Linked DNA regions of Oryctolagus cuniculus: all the other regions are linked to region 2. A link is a contact called in public Hi-C data. All regions are on one chromosome and are shown on one strand. The core of a region is the stretch at or near the end of the contact, and the rest is flanking DNA. Distances in the headings are between cores, read along the strand shown.

Evidence for each region. A called contact is a pair of places that touch in the nucleus more often than the background predicts.
Region 1: a contact with region 2 is called in a Hi-C map of skin fibroblasts, with 4 times the contacts expected there. The contact joins two enhancer-like sites. A contact is called at or near these places in 4 of 6 Hi-C or Micro-C datasets (ear pinna, liver, skin fibroblasts and 1 more).
Region 3: a contact with region 2 is called in a Hi-C map of skin fibroblasts, with 3 times the contacts expected there. The contact joins two enhancer-like sites. A contact is called at or near these places in 5 of 6 Hi-C or Micro-C datasets (ear pinna, embryonic fibroblasts, psoas muscle and 2 more).

The regions. Positions count from the first base shown.
Region 1 is chr5:58,966,278-58,969,001 of mOryCun1.1, reverse strand. No RefSeq gene overlaps it. Among named protein-coding and RNA genes, the nearest start is that of LAMA4, 350 kb to the left of the region's middle. Within about 2 kb of position 1,346, at least 2 of the 8 cell types and tissues checked have an H3K27ac peak or open chromatin away from gene starts, as enhancers often do.
Region 2 is chr5:57,504,687-57,507,386 of mOryCun1.1, reverse strand. LOC108177460 (a long non-coding RNA gene) reads left to right here. Exons shown (of 4, transcript XR_011388575.1): 4 at 2,226-2,700. Among named protein-coding and RNA genes, the nearest start is that of MARCKS, 63 kb to the left of the region's middle. Within about 2 kb of position 1,351, at least 3 of the 8 cell types and tissues checked have an H3K27ac peak or open chromatin away from gene starts, as enhancers often do.
Region 3 is chr5:58,724,374-58,727,093 of mOryCun1.1, reverse strand. No RefSeq gene overlaps it. Among named protein-coding and RNA genes, the nearest start is that of LAMA4, 590 kb to the left of the region's middle. Within about 2 kb of position 1,418, at least 1 of the 8 cell types and tissues checked has an H3K27ac peak or open chromatin away from gene starts, as enhancers often do.

The DNA of each region.
Region 1 (2,724 bases), core at 97-2,596, 1.5 Mb before region 2:
TCCCAGGGAGACTAACAAGAATTCACAATCCTTTGTATTTTAGTTCTTCTGTTTAGAATAGATTGGGAGGTAGTCAGTGCTACCTGACCTAAAGTAAGAAGCATCTAGAAAATGAAAGATAATGAGCTGTGTTTTTAGATAGGATTGGAGTTGAATTTTAGCTTTTTTAGTGGTATAAACCTGGGAAATATAACATCCTTTAGAGACTCTCTTTTCTTAATTGTAAAGTGAGGATGGTAGCAATGAACTTTCTAGGAATCTGTGGGCATTAAGTTGGATAACATGAGCATGCTGCCTATTATATTCAACACAGCAAGTAGAGGTGCCTTTCTTTCCTGTGCATTTACCAGTTGTGTCTCACAATTTTGCCAAATGGTTCATCTTATTCTTTCAGTAGTCAACAAATATGGAGTGAGAATCTGCTGTGTATAGGCTCTATGGTGGGTGCTGGGAATATTATGTGGAAAAGGCAAATAGAGCCACCACCCTTGAGTTATAGACTAGTGTACGTTATGATCCATGTTTTTTACTACTAAAATCATCAGGCAGTGTTTTCAGTTTCACTCCTGTGAAATCAAGTCTATATTTTTTCAGGATTCTTCTACTGAATGCTAATTTGTGTTAAAATCTGATCTCCAATAAAAGGGTTTTTCTTCGGTAGTAATGTGTTTACTTCTAGAAAATTGAAGAAAAATTAGCCCTTATTTGTTGCCTCTTCTTAGTGTCATTACTCTTTATATCGAGTCATAATAATGATAGTTTCAATTAGATAAATAATGTAGCTTTTGTATAGTCTTATTCCTTAGGTATAATGTACTGCTTTGTGAGAGAAGAAATATTATTGTTAGGATTGTGAATAACAGTTTCACATTCAAGACATCTATCTGTCTTTGAAACTAAGAGAAATAAATAAAAGCTTTTTTTCCCTCATATGAACTTGACTTACATGCATAACGATAAGGAAGTAATCTATACAAAGTTCTATTGTAGTCATCTCATAGTATTTTATTCTAAAGGTAGAAGACAATGTATACAACAAGAAGAATTCAATATACTTACATATTTAAAATGGAAATAATAAGATAAATATATATTCCCAAAGTGATCTTTAATGCTCTGAAAAGTTACTACAAGAGGACGTCAGATTTTTCGGAATATACGTGCCGCTTTGGATCACGTCACAGCTCCATAACAAACAGTTATTCAGCATAAACTGGCCCTGTAGAAGCTGCTCTGCCCTTCCCCCTCCATTTTCACTTTTCATGCTCCCATCCTCCCTTGGGAAGATGCATGCTGCTCCATTTGTGCTCAGCACCAGCATTGCCATGGAAACTTGCCTCCTTTTCTTCCCCCTCCTCAGTTACCAAGTACAGCTTCTGGACTCAGTGCCAAGACCTCCTCTGTACAGCCTCAATATTCTTTCAATGTTTAGACAAATCTGTTGGAAAATGTTCTTTACATTGTTTTTTTTCACAGTGCTATAGCTGCAGTTTTGTGCTAACCATCTCCATGGATCTACCCACGTTCTATCCCTCTTTCTTCATCATAGCTTAAAAAAATTGTATTTTTTGGTTTGATATTTAATAGGGTATAAAAGGTAATTCAGGATCACAGAGATTACATCCTTATCATCAGTTTCATCAAGTCCTTAATTAAAAAATTTGTATACCTAATTTCTGGGCATTTCTGTTTTTCAAAAATGACAGCATTAAAACTTGTTGCAAAAATGTCCTAACAGTTATTTAAATTAGTTCTCATATCTTAAAAGTCTGTTAAAACATATCTATAAACCTTAAGTTATTCCAGTCAGCATGATTCAGATGTTCATATAATCTATTGGAATCTCCCACTATTACAGAGGAATTAGGTAGTACATTTTATGAAGACTTGCAAAGTATCATTTATGATTTAATTAGTCATTGCAATATTTTATGCTGGCACAAAAAGTTATGAATATGAAATGAATTTCTGTCCTTTTCCCCATTTTAAAATGTCAATTTTGCTTATAAATTTTTAAAACATTGAAGAATAGGCTTAGCAAAGTATTTATTTATTTAAAATTTTTTTAGAAATAAACTGTATAACCATCCTGGCTCTCCCATATATGCTGACATTGCTATATTTTTCCTTGTAAACATTTATATTTAAAAATTTAAAGATCTCTTATTTGGAAAAAAAATACCTCTAATCAACAGAAGAGGGAGCAATTTTTCCTCATTTTTAACAATGCGGGGTTGTTGTTTTAGTTCTCTTTTCACTCTGTTTTTTTTTCTAAATGTAAACCTGCTCTCTCATAATCTCTACTGCTGATTTTCTTTCCTTTCTATTTTTTCTGGGAGGAGGGGTGTCTGGAGCAAGACCACCCATTTCGATCAAGGAAACAAAGGTTAAATTCTTTCTGGTTTGATACTTTCTCTTAGGATATAGTTAAATATTAGAAATCTTTGTCCTCTACTGTATATTTTTACTTGCAACAATGCTTTTAAAAAAATCTACTGAACCAGTTTACAAAGAAGCCCCGGCATTGTGCAGCCAAATGGAGTGATTGTGTGCATTCTCCAGGGTCTGCCTTGTGAGAGACTCTCTCTCTGTTGTTCTCATTCTGAGCTGGGTAGGAACTGTGCACATCTGAATAACAGAGTCTTTTCTGCCTGGTGCAATCCTGGATTGTTACAGTCTAGAGGCCAGCCATGCTGTCACCGGCACAAATTGATTTAACCATCA
Region 2 (2,700 bases), core at 102-2,601:
CTGTGATCACTGTTGGTAAGAGGCAGGCACTCACCTAAGTGTACTCAACTCCCAGAATCTTGATAAATACTAATAAGTTCATAGTTAATAACGTAATATTTAATACATAATATAATATTATATGAATATATTATATATTAGAGATAATAAAGTTTTTTAAGGATTTATTTATTTATCTTAAAGTCAGAGTTATAGAGAGAGAGGGAGAGACAGAGAGATCTTCCATCTGCTGGTTCACTCCCCAAGTGGGTACAATGGCCAGGGCTGAATCAGGCTGAAGCCAGGAGCCAGGAGTTTCTTCCAGGTCTCCCACATGGGTAGCAGGGGCTCAAGCACGTAGGCCATCTTCTGCTGCTTTCCCAGGCTGTTAATAAGCTGAGTTTTGAGGCAGCCTGTGATGCAGCCAGAACACCCAGTTCTTTCAATTCTGCCCCCAGAAAGTCTGGCTTTCTTAAGCAGGCCTTCATTCCCATGGACCTGCTGAGGCCAAGCTTTCTGTCTGGCTTCTGAGCCAGGATTCACGCCTTTGAGGAAGTTGGTCTTGGAGGTAATATGAGATGTGCTCACAAACAACTAGAAAATAACACAGACAGGAAACATGCCACAGGTCAGAGAGGGAGAGGGAAAAGGAGAGGGAGAGGGAGAGGGAGAGGGAGAGGGAGAGGGAGAGGGAGAGGGAGAGGGAGAGAGATGCGAATTATTCCAGCCCAGCCCAGAGTCAGGGGCTTCAGCAGGAGGTGGTGTTGACCTGGGTCTGCAATGCTGAGTTGCAGCCCGCAGATTTGTTTTGCAGAAACAGCCAGCTACTGAAAAAGTGAAAGGTGATGTGGTGAACAAATATATTCCATGGAAATTATCCCGGAAGTGATGTATAAAGTACATTACATCTCAGACACACTAGATGGGGTGTGCGGTCACTGGGGAGACTGTAAAGAAGCTGTCGGACAATCCAGGGGAGAAGCAGCAAACCCCAGATCCAGACGTGGCAGTGAGGCTGGGGTTAAGGGGAAGTTGACCAAAGTGACACTGCGGGGGCCAACGGGACTCTTCCTGTCCACACAATGATAAAATTATGGCACCAACTCCCCTTTTCCTTGAATAAGTGAAACCAAAATAAATAATTTCTCAGTTTTCGTTTCTGGAAGACAACACGGCTTTTCAAAGAAAGGAGGTTAAAAAAATACTTCATGATCTCGGAGAAAACCGAAAATTAAATCCGTAACTTTAAATAAGTATAATTAGAGGTCACCCTTTCGAGCATTCGTGGCCAGTTCTAATATATTCCGGTTGATTTACAACTTCTGTCGCTTACCCACCCCTCTGGCATTGTTAGTAGTGGAAGAAGCCTCCAAAAACAACGCCACGCCAGAATTAAAAATCCACAGTGCCGCTTGCTGAAACCAGGGCTGCGCCAACTATTTTTTAAGGGAAGAGCTCCCTCTTGTGGTCAAAGTGTTCTTTACCACTTGATCATTCTGCCGTATGTCTATTTAAGAAACTAACGAGTCATGTTCCACTTCCCTTAGAACTGAATTTGCACTTTAAAATTTTTCTTGATTATTACTGAATAGGTTCTTTATCATTAACTATTTTTTTTGACAGGCAGAGTGGACAGTGAGAGAGAGACAGATAGAAAGGTCTTCCTTTGCCGTTGGTTCACCCTCCAATGGCCGCCGCGGCCGGCACCAGCACATCACGCTGATCCGAAGCCAGGAGCCAGGTGCTTCTCCTGGTCTCCCATGCGGGTGCAGGGCCCAAGCACTTGGGCCATCCTCCACTGCACTCCCTGGCCATAGCAGAGAGCTGGCCTGGAAGAGGGGCAACCGGGACAGAATCCGGCGCCCCAACCGGGACTAGAACCCGGTGTGCTGGCGCCGCAAGGCGGAGGATTAGCCTAGTGAGCCACGGCACCGGCCTATCATTAACTATTAATCTCCATATTTACGATTATTATAATTTGTAATTATCAGGGTTTAACAAGGTGTGTATTGAGTTTCAGACTACACCAAAATTTAATTATCACCTAATTAATGCATAAGCTAGTATACTATAAATGTTCCAAGAAAGCTAGGTCTTCATTTATCATTATAAAAAGTCCTCCTTGATGAGCCCATGTCCTCTTAAAATTACTTTAAATCAAAATTATTCCAAAAATGTACATTTCCCATCCAAATGCAGAATGAAGTGTAGAAACGAAGTAAGCTTCATTTAACTTTGCCTTGCAGTCTTTCGTGGGGACTGATGACTGAAAGGTGAGCCCACGCCACAAGTGGAAGCCCCAGGGCTGGTGGAACACCCAGGAGCAGCCCTTCCCTCCACCTGCAGGATCAGGGCTCCCGGACCCACCGCACAGAGGACTCGCCTGCTCAGAGGAGGGAGCCCGGTGGCACTTGAGGGCTGGTGAGGAGTTGGCCATGCAGAGGGCTACAGTGTGCAAAGGTCTAGCGTCACCAGAGCGGTAGCTCAGGTCGGCAGGGGCTCAAGCAGGTGTGGGAGTTTATTCCCCCCACCTGCAGAGGACCTGCCTGAGAGAGCCATTACTGAAGTACTCTGCCTTCAAGACAACATTGAGGCCTCAGGACTGCATCACCACCTGGTCTACTTCTACCTTATTTACTGAGGGAAAATGATCTCCCTGATCGGGGCTGACACCAGTGCTTGAAGCCAAGTTAAGCAATTATAAGCCCAGCTCTGAAAACA
Region 3 (2,720 bases), core at 169-2,668, 1.2 Mb before region 2:
AAGAGTTTAGTATTACTGAGCAATCACAACAGAGAATGGACATCTATATTTAACTGAACTATACTGTACCAAATTGTCTGAGCATTGGAATTTTAGATATATAGGAATGTGGTCACTTCTTCAAAATGTGAACCGAGGAGCTAAAATACAATCTGTGAGCCCGGTAAAATTGACCTACACATCTAGTATGATAGAGTCAGGAGAAATCCAAGAAACAAGGCATCGCCTTGTTTGCTTGCTCTTGTGTTTATTAGCTAGTGCTTGAGTCACTTAAACTCACTAAGCCTAAATTTCCACATATGCAAAATAAAGGACATAATACATACTCAACATATTTATTGGTAAAGAAACAAAAGACTAAAAAGTTAGGGAGTGCTAGAAAACTTATGTACAAGCTGAATATTAAACTCCTTAGCAATGCATAGCACATGTGTATAAGGGTAGTTCAAGTGTTGGTTCTCTTTCTTTCATCAATAAATTGGTGGACTAATCCATATATCACCAATAGAAGCTTGTGTTTTGATTTTCAGCTTCACTTTATATTAAGTAAGTTCCTAGCCACCGATTTGGCTATGGCCACAGTTTCCCTTCCTTAGGGATTTTGAAATAGGGGACCCTGCTCTTATGACAGAACTTAAAGAGGCCACTCAGTAGAGAGTATTCAGCTGACTTTCATGAAGGAACCATATACACATAGGATTGTGTGCTAGACCAGTTGTTATATGGATAACTGGCTGTGTTCAGACTTTTTAAAAAGATTTATTTTATTTATTGAAAGGCAGAGAGTTACAGAGAAAAAGAGAGGAAGAGATAGAGAGATCTTCCAACCACTGGTCATTCCCCAAATGACCCCAACAAACCAAAAGCTTCATATGGGTCCTCCACATGAGTAATAGGGGCCCAAGCATATGGGTCATCTTGCTGACGCACATTAACAGGGAGCAAGATTGGAAGTGGAACAGCTAGGATTCAAACTCGCATCCATAAGGAATGCTAGCACTGGAGGTAGCAGCTTAACACATTATACTACAATGCTTGCCCTATATTCACTCTTTACTTTTGGCCAGTAGGAACATGTCAGTTGGAACTGATTTTGGTTATACCTATCATATTTGATGTTTTATTTTCCTTACCATGTAATGTCAATGTATTTATTTCTTAGAAATAGAGAGTTAAGCATTTTACTTTCCATTCCCTAAATGGAATCATTTGCTTACCATTGCTTTCTTCACACCCACAAAAAGGGAAAAAATTATACAAACTCTAAATAGGAACAGAATTTCCAGTAAGACATTTAGACTAGCAGTAGATGCTGCTTGGGATGCCTACTTTCCTTTTTGGAATGCCTGGGCTGAAGTCTTGGTTCCAGCTTCTTGCTAGAGCATAACATGCACTCTCAAGGGATCTTTGGATTGGATTTCTGGCTCCTGATTTTGTATTGGTGAAGTTGTGGCTCATGTAGGAACTTGGGGAACGAAGCAGCAGACTATAGTTCAATCTCTCTCTCTCTCCTCCTACACGCCAGCCTCAGACATGTCATAGTTTAAACAATCCCTTGGTTGAATATTTTATCTGTTGACACCTTTTTTAAAATAGATGAATCTGACTTATGTGCTTTAAAACATATTTGTCTGCATTATATCCATAGAGAAATTTCCAAAAGTATAATTTTAGTCAAAATGTATAATTAGTTTTGAGGCTCTTGATTCCTTTGAAGAAGCTGTGTCACAAGTCATAATCCCTCCAACTATGTTAATATCTGTCCTATAACACTATGGAGAATATGAGTAATCATTTAAAAAGAACAACAGAAAAAAACTTGCCAATTGGTGATGGAGCAAGATGGTGACCGAGTGAGATCCTCTATCAATCAATTCTTCACAGAGACCCCAACTATTCACATCCTAATCTACCCTTATAAGAACTGGGGAAACCATGGGAGAGACCACAGTACTTAGTTTTAGTACTATGATATGAAGAAAAGAAGCTTTGAAGAAGGCAGGAAAGAAAGACTTGTTCATGTCATCCTTCTTCTAAAAGTAAAAAGCACAGCATGGAAACAGCCACCTTCTGCCTGAAGGAGGAATGACAATTAAATCCAAGAATTAGATTTGAAACCTAATCCTAGGTCTCCTACAGTGAATTCCATTGCTGGGCACAGCCCCGTGACCCCTGTCCCCAGGCTAGTACTTGTGGACTGAGCCTTGGGAACCACATCCTCTATTAGCTATCTCCCAACCTTGGACAGTATTGCATAGAGGAATACTCTATCCACTGAGGAGTGGGATAGAAAATTCAGCACAAGCCCAGAAGTCACAGGGCACATAGTTACCCAATGGTTTTATAAAGAAGGAAATTAAATGTGCAGCATCTGCCATTTCATCTCTTAAAATCAACCCCACACCAAGAAGAACTTTGTTCAACAGGGACAAGGTAAGCAGAGGACCCCTGCCAGTGCCTACTCATGTCATAAACACTTGAGACAGTTACTTCTGGAAAACTCTGTAGCCCTTCTAGGCTCTGAGCCAATTTCAGAGATCTGCTGGGCTGCCACATCACACAATTGCTGTGGAGAAGTCAAGTCCACATTGTAGCCTTCCCTACACAGGCTCTTGCTTCACAGAGCCATGCTAAGATTACACACATCCAGGGTCCTGTAAAGCACCCAGACACTGTCCCAGCAGCACCAATGATCCTGGCTTACAAAGCAGACAGATGAT